Regions from separate parts of the Mus musculus genome. Here all the other regions are linked to region 1. A link is a contact called in public ChIA-PET, Micro-C and promoter capture Hi-C data. All regions are on one chromosome and are shown on one strand. Each heading gives the region's core, a stretch centred on a gene start, on an enhancer-like site or on the middle of the called end of the contact. The rest is flanking DNA. Distances are from core to core; before and after follow the strand shown.

Region 1 (4,173 bases), core at 997-3,496:
AGAATTCTAGAAAGGCTGAAACACACAAGTTGGGAACTCCACATGTACAGCGTTATCTGTGAGGTGAGCTCTCTCAATTGCTAGTGACAGCCCTTGTCTTGGAGGCAGTCACTCTGTTACAGGCTTTTAGCCCATCGACATCCCTCTTCCTGGATAAAATTTCCATATTCTTAGGACCCCTCCCCATTATAGAAGACACTGGCTCTCTGCATTGGCTCTTGTTCTCAGCAGAACACTTGCTGTTTCTCGAGGAACATAGCTGGCCAGCCCACTTCTCACCGGTAGCCGGGAATCCCTACCAAATTCCCTTCTGATATTTCTTGGGATGGAGCCTGGAATATATGACTTTACAGTCAAACTTGCACTTTATACTACCTGCCCCTGGAAATAGCAAAATAAAGAGGGTCCCTGCCACCCACCCTTAGTCACCAGCTTCCTGCTCTCCCGCCAAGTTACAGGGGCCAGTTGTGGACCAGCCTGTCTCTCATCTCTCCAGTCAACTCATTTACTCATTCAGTGCTTTAAGGTTTCCACCCACATCTCTAACGACCTTTTCAGCACTCAGGTAGACAAGAAACTGTCAATTCCACTTCCCCATTTGGTTGTTTAAAAAAAGTCTCACACACACACACACTCATGAAATATTTTTAAAAGGTCAAAATTTGAATCTAAACGTCCCTACCCTCAACCCCCCAGTCTCACTTAGTATCAGGCTTGCAGTCTCCTGTCTGAGCATCTGAGCACTGCACAGCCTCTGAGTGTTGGGATCACACATATGCACCATCCCTAAGACACTCTAGGCCAGTACCCACCTCTTTGGTGCTGAGGGAGAGATGGAAGCAATACAATCCCTGCCTTGTGAGTAGCTACACAGCAGGAGGGTGGGGGGCTCTGTGTGATGGGAACCACTCTAGCAGGGTAAAGTGTGTTGGGGGGTGGGTGGGTCATCAATCAAGCAGTTGAACGGCCAAAACCAAAGGGAATCTGAAACAGGTCTGGAAAGTAGAAAACCAGGGCTGATAACAGTTGAACTCACTCTCCTCATAGAGGCTAGGAAGGGCTTGTCTGGGGAAGTGACCCTGCAGTGGAGAATAACCTGCAGCTCTAGGTGATATGGAGCTGGACAAACATTTCCCTGCAGAGGAAATAGCAGGTGCAAAGGCTCTGTGCCGAGGGAGCATCATGGAGGATGGGTGGGGATTCTGGAGAGGGGAGGGTTTATAAGGGATGCAGGAGTCCATGGGCCCAGTTAAGGTTTAGGTCTTTCTTCTTAGCACAGTAGGGAGACACTGAAAGGTTTGAAGCCGCTTTAAAGAGCTAAACTCAGCCTGACTTAGCAAGCCTGGCTTTGGTCAGCACCTTTGCACAGTTAGATTTCTAAGGCAAGGGTTCAGATGGGTTTGGTTACCATAGAGACGGCTGGGTGGACACAAACAATTATGATAATGAAGCTACAGACTTGAGCACTGGGGGATATAAACGAACCGGGTTCTGGGTGCGCTTTGCTGGAAAACACATTTTGCCCACACAAAGGGTCTGATTATGAAAAGGGACCTGCCATGAATATGAACGAAACCCAGGGACCACAGAGCCAAGATGCTGGTGCCATAGCAACCCGGGACTCAAGGGCTTCTCTTCTGTATTTTCAACAGAGCCCCAAGGAGCGTGGGGCAGGGACAAGGGGGTCAAAGGCCATGTGAAGAGAGCCCTGTCCACCGGCACCGCGTAATCAGCCTCTTAATTCTGATAAGCCCTCACCCTAGCAGAACCAGGCAGCCTCATTCTGTAGTTGAAGATACCGGATCTGAGAGGGATGGTGCTGGCTGCTGACAGGCTGGTGCCAGGCATCAGGTGGCGTCTCCGGATAGAAAGCTTCGCCTAGTCCCTGCCTCCTTCCCGGCTTAGAGCATGTTTCCATAGACTGAAGTGGGACACGAGTTCAAAGCTAATCTGAGCTACACCGTGAGACTCTGTCTCAAAAAAAAAAAAAAAAAAAAAAAGGTCCCAAAGCCGGAGCATCACCGTGATGAAGAGTGAGAAGCTGTTGGCCTAAAGTTGCTGAGCGCTCACGAAGACAGACAGGGAAGGGCCAAGTCTACAGGTCCTAGAGGCTCCGCTGAGCGCGGAAAGGTCGCGAGGCGGAACCAAACTAGCAGGGTGAAGTGTGTTGTGTGGGGCGGTGTTAATGGCGGAAGAGGCCGGAGGATTTCCGAAGCGAGCGGAAGCGGCGCGGTCAGGGTCGGAAGGAGTCGGAGGCATGGCTGGCACGTCCTCGGAGGCGGAGGCCGAGGCGCTGGCCGCTGCGCGCGAGCGGAGCCGCCTCTTCCTGAGCGGCCTAGAGCTGGTGCAGCAGGGCGCCGAGGCGCGCGTCTTCCGTGGCCGCTTCCAGGGCCGCGCGGCCGTGGTGAAGCACCGCTTCCCGAAGAGCTACCGGCACCCGGAGCTGGAGGCGCGGCTCGGCCGGCGGCGGACAGTGCAGGAGGCGCGCGCGCTGCTCCGCTGCCGCCGTGCGGGTGAGGGGGGCCGGACGGGGCTCCGGGAGACGGGACAGACAGGGCTGCGGGAGACCAGTGGGACGTGAGAGACGGGGCTCCGATTTCTAGGGGACAGGATCAGATGGCAATGCTTAAGGACTCAAGGCGACAGTCAGGACGCCATTCTGTTTGGTTCGCGGGGCTTGTTTAGCGCTCGGGTCCCTCCGTTTCTCATTTCTCTGTTTCTGCTTACCGTCCTTCCCTCTCCATTTGGTGGTCTTAAGCAGTAGGTGTCCTGACAGGCGGGTGGCAGGAGCCGGGCTCTGTGGATTCACATTCTCCCTGCATTGTCTCCCTCGTAGCCATTCAGCGAGTCGTCTAGCCCAGTTACCTTGTATGTCACCGGAATCTCAGGGATATTGTGGTCATTAAAGAAGGCATATGCATCACATGTTCTTATGCTGACATAGTTCAGTAAATGTTTGATTTCATTAAATTGTTATTCTTTTCTTTAAAAAACATCCACACCCCCACAAAACAACAACAACAACAACAACATTACTCCAGAGAAAATGAGACTCAAAGAGGGGAAGTGCCTGAGGTTCCACAGCTACCAGGCAGCCTGTCTGTGGCCCAGAACCACCGAGCCTTTGCTATTTTTCTCTTTAATGGTTTTTAGGTGCCCACTGCCAGGACATTGATAGGTGCCAGGAGCCAGGGGAAATGCAGAAGTGAACAGGCCTGTGCTTTTCTGCCCTAGAGGGGCAATGGAGTTATAAAGAAGTGTTCATATATTCTCCTTTACCTTTTGTAAGTTTTATCAGACATGGGTGGGGGCTACCTTGGTACCCCAGTTTCTAGGAAACTGTTCTGAACTTGGTTGACATTCAGGAGAGACTCCTGGTGTTAACTGGAGGTTTTGTTACCACTTTACAGTTGTGGAGACTGAGGCATAGAGTAGCTAAGGGAACCTTGAGGTTTCACGCCTAATAAGGGATCTGAACCTGCCTGTTCCAGAGCACAGATGAGCCTGTAAGGTGACACCCTGCTTAGCCACTTGCCTGGTGACTGTCAGGTAGAAACTGCCCAGACTGCAGGATGCTTTCCTTCTGGCTTCTTGTTTTGTTTGTTTTTAGGGAGCAGCAATGAATTCCAGTCCTCAGGTGGCTTGAGAAAGGAGGAGCAAGCCTTGATACTTCCAGACTTACCCTGGCCTGGTCTCAGGCCGTAGTCCTGCAGGGCTTTAACAGGGCAAGCTCTGGATAAATTGTATCATTTTCCACAGTAGTCTAAACCCTGTTCCAAAGCTGTCTGCCTGTGCATGAAGCTGGCCTTCATGAAGATGCGTTCCCTAACCACGTGTGTCCATTGCAGGGATAGCTGCCCCAGTCGTCTTCTTTGTGGACTATGCGTCTAACTGCTTATATATGGAAGAAATCGAAGACTCGGTGACTGTTCGGGATTATATCCAATCCACTATGGAGACTGAAAAGGACCCCCAGTGCCTCTTGGACCTGGCCAGGAGGATGGGGCAGGTTCTGGCCGGAATGCACGACCAAGACCTCATTCACGGGGACCTCACCACCTCCAACATGCTCCTGAGGCGGCCCCTGGCGCAGCTGCACATCGTGCTCATCGACTTTGGGCTGAGCTTTGTCTCAGGACTGCCGGAAGATAAAGGCGTCGACCTCTATGTCCT
Region 2 (3,908 bases), core at 1,029-3,528, 410 kb before region 1:
ATGTTTGCTTGTTTGTTTTGGGTGGGCTGAAAATGTAGCTCAATACTTCCTGGGCATCGAGACTCTGGGTTCGTTTCGTTCCCCAGTGCTGCATAGAAAAGACAGGTTTTTTTTGGTTCTGTCATATGTGGAACCTGTCTCAGCCTCTGGAGTGGTGGGTTCACAAACGTGGGTGAGGCCTTCTCATGTCACCCTGTGTTTGTTGGTTACCAGGATGTTTGTGTTCATTTCAGGGAGTGCCCGGGTCCTCCTGGCAGCAGAAGTGGTGGTCTCTTGAGAAGGCAGAACCATTAGGCGTTGGGTTGGGCCCGGCTGCTCCCCTGTGTCAGCCTGTCTGGTTTAGCTGCCACGCAGGGACTCTGTCTAGCTTTGTGTTGGAAAGGTTGCCGGGGAGCACAAGGGTGTACATCACCTTAAACAAAATTCCTCTGTATCACTCTGTCACTCCCTCGGGCCCAACACCACTCGGCTCAGCACTTTGTTCTTCCTTTATTTATTTAAATTATTTATTCATTTGTTTTGTTTTGTTTTGTTTGAGACAGGGTTTCTCTGTGTAGCCCTGGCTGTCCTGGAACTCACTCTGTAGACCAGGCTGGCCTCGAACTCAGAAATCTGCCTGCCCCTGTTTCCCAAATCCTGGGATTAAAGGCGTTCGCCAACATTGCCTGGCAGCAGCACTTTCTTTTTTTTTTTTTTTTTTTTTTTTTTTTCGAGACAGGGTTTCTCTGTGTAGCCCTGGCTGTCCTGGAACTCACTCTGTAGACCAGGCTGGCCTCGAACTCAGAAATTCACCTGCCTCTGCCTCCCAAGTGCTGGGATTAAAGGCATGCGCCACCATGCCCGGCAGCACTTTCTTAAGAAGGAAAAAAAAAAAAGAAAAGAAAGGAAAAGAAAAGGAAAGAAAAGAAAAGAAAAAAGAAAAGGAAGGAAGGAAGGAAGGGAGGAAAGACACATTGACTCATTTGTCTCCTGTAGCCCAGGCTACACTCTGACTCTCCATGGAGCCGATTTTGCTTCTCACATCTCAGTTACCCAAAGGCTGGGGTTCGAGGCTTGTGCCAACATCAGCCCCTCCGCTGGGGCTGAACCATCTCTCCCAGTCTCCCTCTCTTTGACTCCAGTATTTGCCTAGATGGTTTCTGGCTATTAGGACATCTGCCTGTCTTTGTCGGGAAGTGGTCAATTCCTAGAGCACTCCCTCTCCCTCCCACCCTCAGCCCTCCTCCCCGCCCCCCCCCCCCCCCCAGCAGGGCTCCAGAAATTAGAAGCCCTCCCTCTGTTCAGAGGCAAGTTCTAGCAGAAGCTTCAAGGCCTTGAGACCCATATGTCACTGGAGGCGGTTTTTACATAAATGCTCAGGGAACAACTGTCACCAGGGTCCTTAAAAAGCACTTCACAGTTCATCTCCCCTGAGCTCATCCGCTCTGAATAGTGTGGGAGGGCGGGCGGACAGGAACCTGCTCAAAGTCCCATCAGAAGATGCCCCAGCTAGGCACAGACTCTTCCCCTAGGACCTTCCTGCGGTGACCCGAAGTGGCCATCTTCTGAGGTTACAGCTGGGCACTCGCCTGTGACCATCATGGCAAACTGGTCAGTTCTCAGGCTTTAGCCCATGTGATCTTTCTGGAGCCTTGATTTGGCTAATAACTCCTTCCTCCAAACCCTTTCTCCCCCCCCCCCCGCCCCCCCACAGAGTATTGAGGTGTCCATCTGGCTAGTCCTCTGCTTACTTTTCTTCTCTGGAAATTCCCAGCCATCCCTTTCCCGCCTCTGTCTCATCTCTCCCCACACTCCTAAACGGGGTTTCTCTGTGTAGCCCTGGCTGTCCTGGAACTTGCTTGTAGACTAGGCTGGCCCCAAACTCACAGATCTGCCTGCCTCTGGTGGGATTAAAGGCATGTGCCACCATGCCGGGTTCTAACTGTGTATTTCATCACAGCCCCAGAGAGCTTCATGGTCTGACATCTGAACTGAGTCTCTCCATGATGCCAGTTGGGGGTGATGTCACCTCCAACCACAGCTCCTATATCCACTAGATGCTAGTGCCACCCGACCCCACCACCGTTCCTGTGTCAGCTGGCACCAACGCAAGTTCCCATCAGCTGACTCCCAGAGAGCAGAGGATCTCAGAAGGCATCTTGTCTCCTCTGCCTCTCTCCCTCCCCCAGCCCTGTCAGTCTGATTTCTAAATGATCCAGAGCTTGTCAGTTCTGGCCATCTTCGTATTTTCCACCCTAGCCTGAGGTATGTCCATCTCGGGCCTGGAATGTTCCAGCTGGGCGCCCCTCCCCCACTGCTCCCTGCGACCTGCTCTGGCTTCTTTTAGTCCAGATTCAGCCTCTAAGACAGCTAAGCGTTTCCTCCCTGTCTCCTCCGCGGAGAGCCTCCAGCGATTTCTGGTCTCATCCAGATTACAAACAAACATTCTTGAGTGCATGTGTGCAGTCTGTGCATCTGCATATAGAGGCTGGCCAGCTGGAAGTCAGTCACACAAACGTCTGGACGCCCTGCTCTGCCCCGCCCGGCCCCACTTTGTGTGTGTGTGTGTGTTTGTGTGTGTGTAAGGCTCATTGTGTAGCCCTGGCTACCTCACTGTGTAGACCAAGCTGGCCTTGAACTCCCAGACAACCTCTTGCCTTTAATTCCCCAGGGCAGATTTTAACAGGATTTCTGAGGGCTGCACTTAAGTCCATGTTGTTAATGTGTTGTTAGTGCAGTACGCACATGACCCACTAAGCTATCTCTCCAGCCCTCTTTTTTTTTTCCCCGTATTTATGATTTACTTTTATCTATGTGCATGCGTGAGTGTGTACTATGTGTGTGCATGTGTGCCAGGTATGTGTATGTGTGCGCATGCGCCCTTGGAGGCTAACCGAGGTCATCAGATCCTCCTGAGCTGGAGTTAAAGATGCTAAGCTGTAAGTGTGGTTTAACAAGCAGGCAGCCCCCAGACCTTACCTTTTTGTTTGTTTGTTTGTTTGTTTGTGTTTGTTGGTTTAATGTATGTGAGTGTTTCGCCTGCATATATGTATGGATGTGTATGACACACAATCCTGGTGTCTAAGGAAATCAGAGGAAGACCTCAGATCCCCCAGAACTGGAGTTACAGAGAGTTGTAAGCCTTCCCTGTCTGCTGAAAATCAAATCTGGATCTTCTGCAAGAGCAACAGATACAGGGCTGTAGAGAGGGCTCAGCAGCTAAAGCATTCGCTGGTCACTCAGAGGACATAGGTTCGATTCCTAGCACCAACATCCTAACCCTCTGCTGCACAGGAATGGCCTTGTGTGGAAATAGAGTCTTTATAGAAGTAATTAAGTTAAAATGGGACTGGATGGGTCCTACCCGATGGAAACACCTCTTTTGTATATTTATTTGTAGTATTTACTTTTACTCGTGTGGGATTGAGTGTGGATGGGCACATCTCCCATCCGAGTGCTAACCAGGCCTGACCCTACTTAGCTGACAAGATCAGACACATTCATTGTGTTGTGTGTGTGGCATTAGGTAATGTTTACCTGTAGGTGCCTAGCATCGGATCCCCAGGAGCTGCTGTGGGTTCTGGGAACTGAATGCAGACAGGAAGAGCTGCAAGCTCCTTAGTTGGTCATGTGTCTCTAGATGAGATGAAAGCTATAGAAGCTGGACCAAGCTGTTGCCTTTCAGAAGCCTGCGTTCTGGCGAGTGGCAATGGCCTGCTAGCTGTCAACTGCTGCTGAGCAGGAGGCAGTGACAATGATGGGAGTGGGGGCCTCTCAGAGGGGACAGCTGAGCCCAGACCGGGATGAGACACGCAGGGAGGTTTGGAGGTGCCTGGGGAACTGCATTCAACCTGGGCAGGGGTTGGGTGGGTACCTCCTGGGGTCTGTGGCAGTGTCTAGAGAGCCTGGGAGTGGACTTTGCTTTCAAC
Region 3 (3,861 bases), core at 1,090-3,589, 390 kb before region 1:
GGGAAAAGGGAGAGGGAGAGCACGGGAGTACGTGTGTGTGTGTGTGTGTGTGTGTGTGTGTGTGTGTGTGTGTGTGTGCGCGCGCGCGCGCGCGCGCTCCCGCTTACACAACAAGCTTTAATCCATGCGCTCCCCTGCTGTGTATGTATTCTCTTTTCCAATTGGGAAGTTAGGTGTCCCCAAGACCTATCAGCAACTCCGTGTGTTGTCGCCTCCCCTCACCCCCCAAGCCATACTTCATATGGCTGATAGTAGAGTCCGAAGCCACATGAAGGGGAGGGTGCCCGGATCAGGCCTCAGGTTCCCTGTTTGGTCCCAGTAAGGTTTCCCTCCCCAGTAAGAGCCGACCCTTCCCTTTGGGTGAAGCCAGGCCTGTTGTCCTGAGTGCCTTTGTCAGGCCTAGTGGCTCTGGAGTTGTCCCCTGCTGCTATCGACCTCAGCTGGTTCAAACAAAATCCTGTCTCCTTTCCAAAGCCAGGGTTTTGTCCTGCAGTACTGTGTGTTTAGATTCCTGGCTGGGTCTGGAGCCTGAGAGCAGATTCCCCAGCCAGGGAGAGTGCACACTGGCCTGCTGGGCATCTGTTGTCCTTGGGGGGCAGGGAGAGCAAGCCATCAGCTCAGCCCTTCAATTCCTTTGAGGAAACGCCTGGGGAGGCAGGAATGAGTCCTAGTTTCAGTAGCTGAGGGGGACTTTATTGCTTTCTGGGTCCACCTCCTGGTGTCTGGCTGCATCAACTGCCGGCCCCTGAAGAAAGGTGTTTATTTAGCGTCTTTTTTTTTTTTTTAAGAATCTTGTTAATTAAGGATGTTGTTGTTTTTAAAAAAATAGCTAAGAATAGGAGAGAGCCTTGGACAGTTTTTGATTCTCCTCTGTGCCTTTTCTACAAATGACAGTTTTTAGGAAAGAATCAGGCACTGGTCTCCCACCCAGCACCATCGGGGAGAATTCTAAGCAGGTCTGAGGAACTAGTTAATATTTTACTGGGGAGCAGAGCCAGAGATGGGGGGAGTAGGGGGACTGCCAATGTGAGGCTGTGTGTGTGAAATTGCCCTTCCATCTGCCTTAGGGGACGAAAAGAAGCAGTTCTCTGTGGAAATAAATTGAAGCAAGAAGCCTTACGAAGCCCAGGGGATTTGTCTGCCCACCAAACAGGGCCCAGTTTCCCCCCAGAACACACATACAGGGGCGATTGTGGCAGAAAGGGCCAACCTGTGGGTGTGTAGGCCTGACTATAATGGACGGGCTTGTTTCCTGGCCCGGTTTGACATCTTTCTCTGTCCCTCTGGATTTAAATGGCTTCTCTGACTGAGAGGCACTGCCTGTATGCCCTGGATTCACAAGGTCCACGCCTCCTTGGGAAGCAGAAGCGAGACAGCAGCTAGCTAGCTCCCTCTCTCTCTCTCTCTGCATCTGCCCGGAGAGCTGCAGCTGGTATTTTTCCACAGGCCCTTTTCTACAATCTCAGGGCCTAGTTTTTCCCAGCGAGGCCCAGAGTCCCAGAGAGGGTTAACAGGCAGGAAGCTGAAGGCATCACAGACTAAGACGGAAGTCAGATTTTTGTTTAACTGACAGGTTTAGCAGGCCTCATCGGTGGGGGGAGGGAGCAGAGGGAGGGAAGACTTAAATGGAGGCATGTGGCCTGCTAGCAACGCATTTGGCTTTTCTTAGGGTAAGCCTGGAGAGGGTATCTCCCTTGCCATCCTGACAGAGCCCTTTTTGGTTTGTCTTTGAGGATCGGCTGAGGGGTGGCGGTGAGAGGTTAGAGGTCTCCCAGTTTTGCAAATGGCTCTGTGGGCCTGCCTTTTTTCCAAGAGCCACTTTGACCATGACTAGGCAAACTTGATCGCTCCACCTCACAGCAAGCTGCACCTCTCAGCTCCCTGGAACCTGGGTGCCCCTTGCTGATTTGTTGGGGCTCCCTCGGGCTGCCTGTCTCACTCCCCGCGCGCGCCCCCCCCCCCCGCCCCCCTCAGAGGCCTGCGTCTGGCCTTGTCCCTATTGCTTCTGCCTCCCTGGGGCTCTCTCCACCCCTAAGCTCGACTTTGTCCTTTGAGACCCACTCAAGCTGGCTTGTTCTATAAAACGGCCTGCTCGCCTTCTTAGAGAAGGACTTGTGTGTGGGGGCAGGCGTGGATGGGTCAGCCAGCCCACCCCAAAAGGGCCCTTCCCAGTGGCGCGCTGGCTTCAGGCTTTGCTGGAGCAGGTCAGGCTGGCTGCACGGGTTTGCCTGGCCTGGGGGATCGAGCCAGGGGGTGGGAGAAGTGCTTGTGGAGGCCCCTGTCCCAAGTTTTCCCTCCTGCAGAAGGCCTAGCTTAGCCTGTCTTTTTCTATGCACAGGATGGCTCTTGCTCACCCGAGCCTCACAAAGATAATCGCTCAGGAAGTGTTTCAGCCAATCGGCGGCGGCTTTACACTCCGATTGGCCGGGGCAGCCAATCGGGGATGAGCTTTTATTAGGCGGCCAGATCATCAGCCGAAGTGCCAAACCCTTTTTCTGTGAGAACTAGGAGCCTGTCCTCCATGTTTTATAAGTATTGACATTACACAGTTAACAATGCATCCACAGAGGTAAGCTCGGCTTTTTAACCATCTTTTCCCCCCTCCCTCCGAGTCATCGAGTCGTGGACTAGCAGTGTGATTTCTCTGTAGCCTGGCTCTGCCACACTTCCCCCCCCAGAGCACTTAGGGTAACTTGGGACTGTTTAGAGAGATTTTTTTTTTCCTTTTTGGGTCACATGGCTAAGTAGCCATTAGCCATAGCTTGATTTTACAGACTGGTGAGGGCTTGGAATACCTTTATTTTGACCAGGACAAAGAATTTCTGGACTAGTTTGAAGCTAGATCCTGGTATGCCAAAAGAGAAGCTATTATCCCCCCTTCTTTTATTTTATTTTTCCCTCCCTTCCTCTCCCCCCTCTCCCTCTCTCTCTGAACAGTCCTCCCCCTGCACTGTCGGCCGCTGTGTGTCACATGCCTGCTGGGGGAAGAAAATGGAAGGTAAGCCAGAAGCCAGAAGGTCTTCTCCCAGCACAGTTCAGGACTGCCTGTGGCAGAGAGCAGAGCAAGCCAGCTTGCTTCTCCAGAGCGGTTCTGGGAAAGGCTGGGCTAAGTTCTGACAAGAGAGGATGCGTGTTTGCACCAGAAGTCAGGCCTGAACAAGAACAGTACTCAGGGACCCAGGCTGGTTCCTGGGCCTAGGTGGGTGGTGGCGTGTGGACTGTCATCTCTTCCTCTCCAGAGCTTCGCACTCGCAGCAACATTGTTCAGGGTTTTTTTTTCCTCCCCCCGACTTAGCTTGGTACAGAATGTTCTTCAAGTCAGCCTACAGCCAGCAAATGGTTCTGAAAGTGTTTCCTAGCCTCTGAGGGAGTTTTTGGAGTAGGCTTGGTGCCTGGGGGGTTGGGGGTGGGTGGGGTGGGAGTGGGGATGGGGAGAGATTTTGAATAACATCCTGAAGGGGGGAAAAAAAGAGATCTGTGAAGACTCTGACTCCTTTAGTTTTATACTTCTTGCATGATTTTTCCATGGGCTAATGTCTCTTTTATCCTTGTCTCCCTCCCCCCTTTTCAAACATTCTATCATCTTCTGTCTTCTGTGATACAGTGCAGGGGACATGGCTCATACATACCTGAGGCTCATGACAGCATCCCATATCCAGTTGCTGGGTTGTGTTGTTGTGGTTGTTGTAGTGGTGGTGGTGGTGGTGGTGGTGTGTGTTTTTAATAATACCATGTAACTGTTTACCAAAAAAAAAAAAAAATTTCCTTTTTGATCAAGTCCCAAATCTGCCAGCCTGTCCTCTCCTCCTAACTGGGGAAAAGTGAGACGGTTGCTTGAACGTGTGTTGGGTAAGTAAACCT
Region 4 (3,799 bases), core at 1,230-3,729, 280 kb before region 1:
TGATTGTCTCTGAAACACAAACTGGGTACTCACCACCCGAAACCAGACCTACAGCCGAGAAACGACAACACAGGGACCCGTGGGTAATGGGAGTAACGGGTGCAGTCCATAAATTAAAAAGGAGAACAAGACGAGCTGGGGCGCCCTCATTTGGGTCTCTGGGTTTCATATCAGAGTCCGACTCTCCGTCCCCAAGGGAAGAAGACACTTCTGAAATGGCTGTGGAACATGTCCCCTAGGTATAGGGCCCCTAGCTAGTTTCTGGTGTCTAGGGCCCTCATGGTATGAGATGACAGGGGCCTGGCTGGTGGGTGGCAGGCGGTGGCTGCGTCCCGCACTGCTATAGATACTCCAGTTCCAGGGCATGCCTTAGAGCCTCCAGGTCAGCATGACAGGATATCCTCCAGAAAGGCATGTTGTGCTAAAGACAAAAAGCAGACAGTTACACATGCTCAGACAAGGTGCCCAGCCAGACTAGAGGGTCCCCAACCACGTCGGCAGGCCCCTGTGCACCCAGCAACCCCAGGGAGGCCTGAACTCTCTGCTCTCTCAGGGCACGCAAGGCAAAATCCTCAGGCAGGTGTTAGTAAAACATCACACAGGAAGCAGAGCGAGGCAGCCTCTGTTTGGGTGGCAGTAGGTGGGTGTCAGGGGTGCTGGCTCTCTCTCTCTCTCTCTCTCTCTGAGACAGAGTCTCTCATTGAACCCAGAGCTCATCTAGACTGGGCTCCATCTTTCTCTACCCCTGATATCCCCCCCCTTTTTTTTTAAAGGGGGGAGGGAGAAAATTATTTATTTTATGTACAGCATATAAGTACACTGTAGCTGTCTTCAGACACCCCAGAAGAGGCCATCAGATCTCATTACAGATGGTTGTGAGCCACCATGTGAGCTGGGAATCGAACTCTTGACCTCTGGAAGAGCAGTCAATGCTCTTCACCACTGAGCCATCTCTCCAGCCCCCCTGTGTGGCACATTAAAAGTTAGAAATATACACTTCGAAAAGAATAACTCCTGCAGCCCTTCTGATATCTGGGCAGCTCTTTGGTCTTCCCTGTGGCCACTCAGTCCTGACCTGCTGTGGCAGCGCCTCTATAGATACTCTCAGCTCATTTCCTGTCAGAACACATTCGCCCCACTCCTGGCTTGCCTCGCTAACCCCTGTTTTCCACTCTCTGCTACACAGAGAGAGAGAGAGAGCTCTTGCCACTCCCTGTCAGGTCAGGCATGTTGTGGTCCCCTGGCTGTGCCCGGCTGAGTGGTGAGGACAGGCTCTTTTGTCTAGAATGGTGAATGGCAGAAAGTAGATGCTCAGCTAGCATAACCCTCATGCTGGCTGGAGCACCTAATGCCATGAAAGGAGGGAAGTGGAGGGAGACTGTGGCAGCTGCCAGCCACAGACCAGAGCACCTAGGTGAGGTGGGTGGGTGGGCCAGGCCTGAAGTCATTTTGTTAGGGAGAGGACTAACTGTGGGCAGCCTCCTGGGTGCCTGGCCTTCTCTGAGCTTTCCCTCTGAGACCCTAAACACATTTGCATCTTTTTGGGACTTGTTAAATGGCAGCAAAGGGAAAAACGCACATTCCTGAATTAAGCTTCATAACATTAACTAGGAGCTGGCCTGGCCTTGGGGTGGGGGTGGGCGCTCTCTGGGGTGCTGTTGACAGGGCCAGATCCAGGGTCCGGGCAGCTGGTTCTTTTCCAAGAGGTCCCTGAGCTCTGCTGGAGGCCGAGACCTCAGCTGTGGGATTGTCTTTTCATTAGCCTAATGCTGCCTTTATTAGCAGGGAAGAGTTCTTGGAACCTGCCGCCTCCGCCTTCGAGCATGACATAAAATGCCCTGCACATGCATGTGCACTGGTTCTGCTGGTCCACAGTGTCCCAGGGGTCTGGAACCCGGCCAGGCTGCCAGGGGCAGTGGCCAGGGCCACAAGGAGGATTTGTGAGAGGAAATTACTCAGGATGCTCAGGGATCTGCAAATGGGAGCAGCCTTGGAGAGCAGAGCCTGAGACAAGGCACAAGGCTGGGGGGTGGGAGGCAGGGGGGGGGAACGCACGGGGGGGTTTGGGGGGTGGGGGGGCGCGGGTAGGGGAAGAGCAGTAGGCACGCTGCACAGAGAGGTCCCGTTACCTTTTTGGCTCCTTGCTCTTCCTCTACCCCGTCGCCTATCACAATGTAGACAGCTTTGCGGCCAAACCTCTGCATGATTCTTTCGAAGCAGCTCTCCTTGCCTGCGTGGAGATGGGAGGAAGGAAGGAGACTATGGCTGGGAGAGCCCGCAAGTGGTGGGACAGTGTGGGTGGCAGCTGTCCAGGGAAGGAGATCCAGGGCAACCACTGCCACCCTTTCATTCCCCCCCCCCCCCCCCAGCGAGCTCAGCACTGTCATTAGTTCTACAGGAAGTGGCCAACTCCAACCACCCAGATAATTTGAGCAGCTTGTCCCCAGAAAGAGGCTGAGCAGGGCAGAAAGCAGGCCCCTGTCTATCTCCGGTGCTGCTATTTGGGCCTTGGTATCTCACTCTAACAGAGGACTCGGTCTTGCTCCACAGATTTGCTCCACAGTACTGCAAACCCAGACCCCAAATGCACAATGGCAGACATTTTTTTTTTTTAACCATGGCCAAGTGTGGTGGTGCAGGCCTGCCATCCCAGCTACCTGAGGGGCTGAGGCAGGATTTGAAACCCAAGTTTAAAGCCTGCCTGGGGTAAAAGGGGGCTCAAGGCCAGCAGAGCCAACTTAGTGAGACCTGATCTCAAAATAAGAAGTAAAAACAGGACTGGGGTGTAGCCCAGGGACAGAACGTTTGTCTAGAGTGATCGAAGCCCTAGGTTCAATTCCCAGAACCACAGAAAATAATTATATTCTTATTTTGCCCCAGTAAGAAATTTAGGAAGGAAAAATGACTTAGCTGGTAAGAATGCTTGTTGGGCCGAACGTGGTGGCGTACGCCTTTAATCCCAGCACTCGGGAGGCAGAGGCAGGCAGATTTCTGAGTTTGAGGCCAGCGTGGTCTACAGAGTGAGTTCCAGGACAGCCAGGGCTACACAGAAAAACCCTGTCTCGAAATAAAAAAAAAAAAATGCTTGTTGGGTAAGTATGAGGACCTGAGTTCAGATCCCAGTATCTATGTAACAAACTGGAAGGGTCCCTGTACACATACACGCACACACACACACAGACACACACAGACACACACATGCACACACACACATGTGCACACACACGTGTGCACACACACACACACACACACACACATGCATGCATACACACAGGAATCCAATGCAGGCAGGCAGGATAGCTAGGGCTTGCTGGTTGCCAGCGCAGCCTAAATAAACAAGAAACAAATAAGTTCAAGGCCCAAGTTTGGGGAGACATTCTGATTCAAAATGGAGGAAGAGGGAGAGTGAAAAAGGTGGTCCTCTATATCCCCAGGCCTCTGCCTGTGCAGGCATGTGCATGTCCATGCACACATACGTGAACATATGTCACATACATCACACTCACACGCACAAAATAAAAGAATGAGATTTAAAAATAACTAAGGCTAAAGCCATCTCAACTAACTAGAATTTGTGAGTGTGTGTGGGGTGTACACATGTCTGCTCGTGTGAGTGTGCACAGGTGCACATACCCACGCAGGTGCTGCAGAGGTCAGAGGTCAATGTCAGAGGCCTTCCTAAATGTCTCTCTGTTGTTTGAGACAGGGTCTCTCATTGAACCCAAGTTCTGCAGTTCATCTAGGCTGGCTGTGTGTGCCTGCTCAGTGTGGGGGTTACAAACATGTACAGTCATGCCTC
Region 5 (4,222 bases), core at 1,337-3,836, 300 kb before region 1:
CAGCCTGGAGAAGCTGAGCTTGGGGTGCAAACCCTCTTTCCCCTCTCAAGATAACTGTGTTCTCACTTGCCACCTTTACGGGGGACCTGGGGATTGAACTCAGGATCTAAGGCTTGGCCACAAGTCCCTTTACCTGCTGAGCCACATTGTAGCCCTTTGCTGGCCTTTTTTTTTTTTTTTTCTGAGACAGGTTTCTGCACCACCACTGCCCGACTTTTTGCTGGTCTTTTTAATTCAAGAAGAGCTTGTGAGGATTGCAGGAAACATTTAGTTTCAATGTAAGGCTCACTTGTAAATGTGTAAACTGCCTGGAATTTTTTTAGGAATCAGTGGTTTGATTGTTCCCTCGTTACCATAACAACCGGCCACAGCATCCCCTCATGTTTCATTCAGTGTCTCAAGACAGGATTCTTGCCGGGCAGTGGTGGCACACGCCTTTAATCCCAGTACTCAGGAGGCAGAGGCAGGCAGATTTCTGAGTTCATGGCCAGCCTGGTCTACAAAGTGAGTTCCAGGACAGTCAGGGCTACACAGGGAAACCCTGTCTCGAAAAAACCAAAAAAAAAAAAAAAAAAAAAAAGACAGGATTTTTTCCCCCCAGCTTTTTGCCCTTTCCTTTCCTTTCCTTTCCTTTCCTTTCCTTTCCTTTCCTTTCCTTTCCTTTCCTTTCCTTTCCTTTCCTTTCCTTTCCTTTCCTTTCCTTCCTCTTTCTTTCTTTCTTTCTTTCTTTCTTTCTTTCTTTCTTTCTAATATATTTTTCATTAGATATTTTTCTTTATTTACATTTCAAATGTTATCCCCTTTCCTGGTTTCTCCTCCGAAAACCCCCTATCCTATCCCTCCAGACAGGATTCTGAGAAAATTGTCTGAGTGCCTTTAGTATCTGTGTGCTTCAGTTCCCTCATCTGTGAAACAGGATGGTAGCTCTTACCCTTGAGAGTACAACAGGGCTTATGGTCGGTACAAAGTGCTTAGGACCAAGTTCGCACCCGGTAGGTGCTGTGTATGTATTTGACAGAAAAAAAAGTCAAAAGTGACTGAGTATTGGTTGGAATCGTTTGGAGGGTTTGTGGGATTCCTACAACTTGGGATTACTCAGGATGACGTCACTGGGGTCTCCTGTCACCTATATGCTAGACATGTCACTGACACCACAGCTGGCTATGGGACTCGAGTGATGAATGTCCCAGCTGGGTTACTTACTGTCCCAGGGCCACCGAGCTAGGGGAGCCATTTCCAAGTCAAGACTTAGGTTGGGTCTGTGTGAAGCTAGGGGTCTGATGCCCGGCGTCCTGTGCTGGGTCTGTGATGCAGCTAGTGTCCTCCTTCTCCACCAGAGTTGACCATGGCCGAGATGCGGCAGAGCCTGGAACAGGAGCGGGATCGGCTCATTGCCGAGGTGAAAAAGCAACTGGAGCTGGAGAAGCAGCAGGCGGTGGACGAGACCAAGAAGAAGCAGTGGTGTGCCAACTGCAAGAAGGAGGCCATTTTCTACTGCTGCTGGAACACCAGCTACTGTGACTACCCCTGTCAGCAGGCCCACTGGCCCGAGCACATGAAGTCCTGTACCCAGTCGGGTAATGTCTGGTCGCACACCTCAGGGGCTGCGTGGTGGGGCTTCCCAGCCAGGGTGCTAAAAAACACTTGCCCAGGCTCTTGCCACTTCTGTTCATAAACAACTGTTGCTCTGATATACAAGAGACGCAGATGTGAAGTTAAATCTCAAAACCTGGCAGTGTCTACAGCCTTCAGCAGCCAGATTAGTGGAGCTTTTGAGTGGTTGATCTAGTGCTGAGAGTGGTTCTGTGGTTCGTGTTCTCTCTCTCTCTCTCTCTCTCTCTCTCTCTCTCTCTCTCTCTCTCTCTCTCTCTCTCTCTCTCTCTCATGTCTACACTGTTTTGTCTGCATGGAGGCCAGAAGAGGCCACCAGATCTCATTACAGATGGTTGTGAGCTGGGAATTGAACTCAGGACCTCTGAAAGAGCAGCCAGTGTAGCGCTCTTAACCTCTGAGCCATCTCTCAGCCCCTAGAACCTCTTTGAGATGATAATGGTCCACTGCCTCAAACAGGATGCTATCCCAGTCCTTAGGTTAAGGAAGAGACCACCCCTGGATGTTCCTTGCTGTCTGGGGTTATCTGGGTGGGGAGTGGTTCTTTATGGTCAGTGTGCCCCACATTCGAGAATGTGTAATGTCAGAGACTAACCATATTGCAGAAGTACCTACACGGAGGCCTCTCCCAAATGAACATCACCAAACAACGATTGTCCAGTCAGTCTTGATAACCAACCAGTTAGTCTCCGGCAAACACACACCACCCGGGCTCTCCACATTCTCGAATGTGGGGCACACTGACCATAAAGACATTCCCCACACCACCCAGGTGGTGTGTGTTTGCCGGAGACTAACTGGTTGGTTATCAAGACCATAAGGAACCACTCCCCACCCAGATAACCCCAGACAGCAAGGAACATCCAGGGGTTGTCTCCTTTTAGATGCTAGCAGGAAACACCTGCTGTGGTTAGTCTCTGACATTACAAGCTGGACTTTCTTTGTGGTATGGTGACGTCTCTGTCTCTAACTCTTCTTCACCCAGAAGCTCTGTGCCCCTCTCAAAGGATGCTAGTCTCTCACTCTGCCTCAGCTGGGCTGAGGTGGATCTAGGCCTAGTGGAGGAGGTTGCAGGCTTCCTTGAACGGTGGTCACATCCTGGCTCCCCACAAGTTTCCTTTGATTGGAGAACATGTTCTCAGCAAAATGATGTAAAAATTGAATTGCTAAGTATGAAAAGGTCTATTTGCAAATAAAGTTTGGAGCTCTGGGTTTCAGAGTCGAAGGCCCATGCGAGATCTCTAAGTGGGTTTGGGAGAGATGGAGCCTGGCGAGGTTGAATTGGGACTGAGCTGTGGGGGCCTCGAGGGGTAGCCATTTGAAAGCTGGGCTCCTGGATGTTCACACACGGCTTGAAGCATCTCATGACTTTCTCGTTCTCTTTGGTCCCCAGCGACTGCCCCTCAGCAGGAAGCAGATGCCGAGGCAAGCACAGAAACAGGAAATAAGTCATCGCAGGGCAACTCCTCCAACACACAGTCAGCACCTTCAGAACCGGCCAGCGCCCCCAAAGAGAAAGAGGCGCCAGCGGAGAAGAGCAAGGACAGTAGTAACTCGGTGAGAATCCCCAAGCTGACAGTCGCCTTGTACCAAGGACCCTTTCCTGTATCTGCCACCACTGGATGCCCTTCACTGTTCCGGTTTATCTGGGTGGGGAATGGTTCTTTATGGCCAGTGTGCCCCCCATGCGAGAACACGGAGAGCCGGGCTGGTGTGTATGTGGGACCTTCAGTTGTTCTGTGGGGTTCCTCAAAGTTCAGAAGGGCGCCCCCCTGCGGAGGTAAAACAATGTCTCTTCTGGGGCCCTGGAAGCCACCAGCCACACGTCACTGACTAGAAGTGTGGCTGATGTGACCAAGGACCTGCTTATTTTAAAGTAACTTGGGATTGAAGTGGCCACGTGTGGCCAGTGCTGTTTCGATGGACCATAGGGCTCGAGCAGCTGCTTGCTTCCTGTGGGGTATGTGATAACAGTTGAATGCCTGGGCCATTTTAAGGGTCATGGTTACTGCTCTTTGCCTGCACTTGTAGCTGTGTATCTCAAGAGCCCAAATCATTAGATGGTCGGTAAAATACTATTGCCTCGGAAGAGACTTAACATGAAGTAAAAAGAGATTTTTGAGCAGTATATACCTTCTTTGCAAAGCAGGGTACTGGGTAGGTCTGGGGATGTAGTGGATGTAGGGGAAGCCAAGGCGACAGGGATGAGTGGGGGACCATTCCAATGCTTTGTTCTGGCCTTTCGGATCTGGTATACAGTGTGTGGCCGTCCACCTGCCCTGGCTCTGGTCTGATCACCAGGTAGAGACCTCTAAGGGTGGGAGGAGTGGTGAGCCATCCTGTGATTCCCTGGGGTTCTATGGTTTCATCTTTTTGTTTATATTTCTAGACCCTGGATCTTTCCGGCTCCAGAGAGACGCCCTCCTCTATGCTCTTAGGCTCCAATCAAAGCTCTGGTATGTCGCCCCCTGGTGGCCACATGGGGTTTTGTATTTCACTTGGTCATGTTGGGGGAAGTCAAAGGTTTGGGATTTTTTGGCGTACCTTGGATGGATTTGGGTGGAGGTGTGGCTAGGCGAGGTGTTACACAGGTGCCTCCTTGTATTGGTCA

The links. Promoter capture Hi-C pulls out the DNA fragments that hold promoters and counts their contacts. Hi-C and Micro-C count contacts between places; a contact is called where the count stands out from the background. ChIA-PET counts read pairs in DNA pulled down with a chosen protein or histone mark.
Region 2: a promoter capture Hi-C map of stem cell-derived epiblast-like cells shows a contact between it and region 1, with 6 times the contacts expected there. The contact joins the enhancer-like site here to the promoter of Trp53rka in region 1. A contact is called at or near these places in 10 of 39 promoter capture datasets (the 3T3-L1 cell line, the HPC-7 cell line, cranial neural crest and 6 more), 1 of 15 datasets of contacts at CTCF or cohesin (large pre-B cells), 4 of 484 Hi-C or Micro-C datasets (the G1E-ER4 cell line, the HPC-7 cell line and differentiating embryonic stem cells) and 1 of 9 other capture datasets (pancreatic islet).
Region 3: an RNA polymerase II ChIA-PET map of memory CD8 T cells shows a contact between it and region 1, with 8 read pairs. The contact joins the promoter of Zmynd8 here to the promoter of Trp53rka in region 1. A contact is called at or near these places in 4 of 39 promoter capture datasets (the 3T3-L1 cell line, 3T3-L1-derived adipocytes, hippocampal neurons and 1 more), 1 of 484 Hi-C or Micro-C datasets (the HPC-7 cell line) and 1 of 115 datasets of contacts at active chromatin or transcription factors (memory CD8 T cells).
Region 4: a contact with region 1 is called in a Micro-C map of the G1E-ER4 cell line, with 2.8 times the contacts expected there. The contact joins the enhancer-like site here to the promoter of Trp53rka in region 1. A contact is called at or near these places in 7 of 39 promoter capture datasets (the 3T3-L1 cell line, HPC-7-derived erythroid cells, cranial neural crest and 4 more), 1 of 15 datasets of contacts at CTCF or cohesin (pro-B cells), 1 of 484 Hi-C or Micro-C datasets (the G1E-ER4 cell line) and 6 of 115 datasets of contacts at active chromatin or transcription factors (craniofacial prominence, embryonic hindbrain, embryonic stem cells and 2 more).
Region 5: an RNA polymerase II ChIA-PET map of memory CD8 T cells shows a contact between it and region 1, with 9 read pairs. The contact joins the enhancer-like site here to the promoter of Trp53rka in region 1. A contact is called at or near these places in 3 of 39 promoter capture datasets (HPC-7-derived erythroid cells, cranial neural crest and embryonic stem cells), 1 of 484 Hi-C or Micro-C datasets (the G1E-ER4 cell line) and 2 of 115 datasets of contacts at active chromatin or transcription factors (embryonic stem cells and memory CD8 T cells).

What each region holds. Positions count from the first base shown.
Region 1 is chr2:165,491,387-165,495,559 of GRCm38.p6, reverse strand. It overlaps Trp53rka (transformation related protein 53 regulating kinase A), which reads left to right and starts at 2,246. Exons shown (of 2, transcript NM_001007581.1): 1 at 2,246-2,513; 2 at 3,849-4,173. The coding sequence starts at 2,258.
Region 2 is chr2:165,904,986-165,908,893 of GRCm38.p6, reverse strand. No RefSeq gene overlaps it. Among named protein-coding and RNA genes, the nearest start is that of 1810021M19Rik, 21 kb to the right of the region's middle. Within about 2 kb of position 2,278, at least 68 of the 459 cell types and tissues checked have an H3K27ac peak or open chromatin away from gene starts, as enhancers often do. A contact at or near this core is called in differentiating embryonic stem cells and pancreatic islet, where this site is marked.
Region 3 is chr2:165,883,316-165,887,176 of GRCm38.p6, reverse strand. Zmynd8 (zinc finger, MYND-type containing 8) reads left to right here and starts at 2,339. Exons shown (of 23, transcript NM_001363020.1): 1 at 2,339-2,569. The coding sequence starts at 2,556. 1810021M19Rik (a long non-coding RNA gene) reads right to left here and starts at 1,448. Exons shown (of 3, transcript XR_866948.2): 1 at 1-1,448.
Region 4 is chr2:165,767,656-165,771,454 of GRCm38.p6, reverse strand. Eya2 (EYA transcriptional coactivator and phosphatase 2) reads right to left here. Exons shown (of 16, transcript NM_001271963.1): 15 at 2,130-2,230; 16 at 1-421. The coding sequence ends at 341. Among named protein-coding and RNA genes, the nearest start is that of Gm29993, 38 kb to the right of the region's middle. Within about 2 kb of position 2,479, at least 25 of the 459 cell types and tissues checked have an H3K27ac peak or open chromatin away from gene starts, as enhancers often do. A contact at or near this core is called in the G1E-ER4 cell line, where this site is marked.
Region 5 is chr2:165,791,750-165,795,971 of GRCm38.p6, reverse strand. It overlaps Zmynd8 (zinc finger, MYND-type containing 8), which reads left to right. Exons shown (of 23, transcript NM_001363020.1): 19 at 1,338-1,577; 20 at 3,005-3,168; 21 at 4,001-4,067. Among named protein-coding and RNA genes, the nearest start is that of Gm29993, 62 kb to the right of the region's middle. Within about 2 kb of position 2,586, at least 95 of the 459 cell types and tissues checked have an H3K27ac peak or open chromatin away from gene starts, as enhancers often do. A contact at or near this core is called in the G1E-ER4 cell line and memory CD8 T cells, where this site is marked.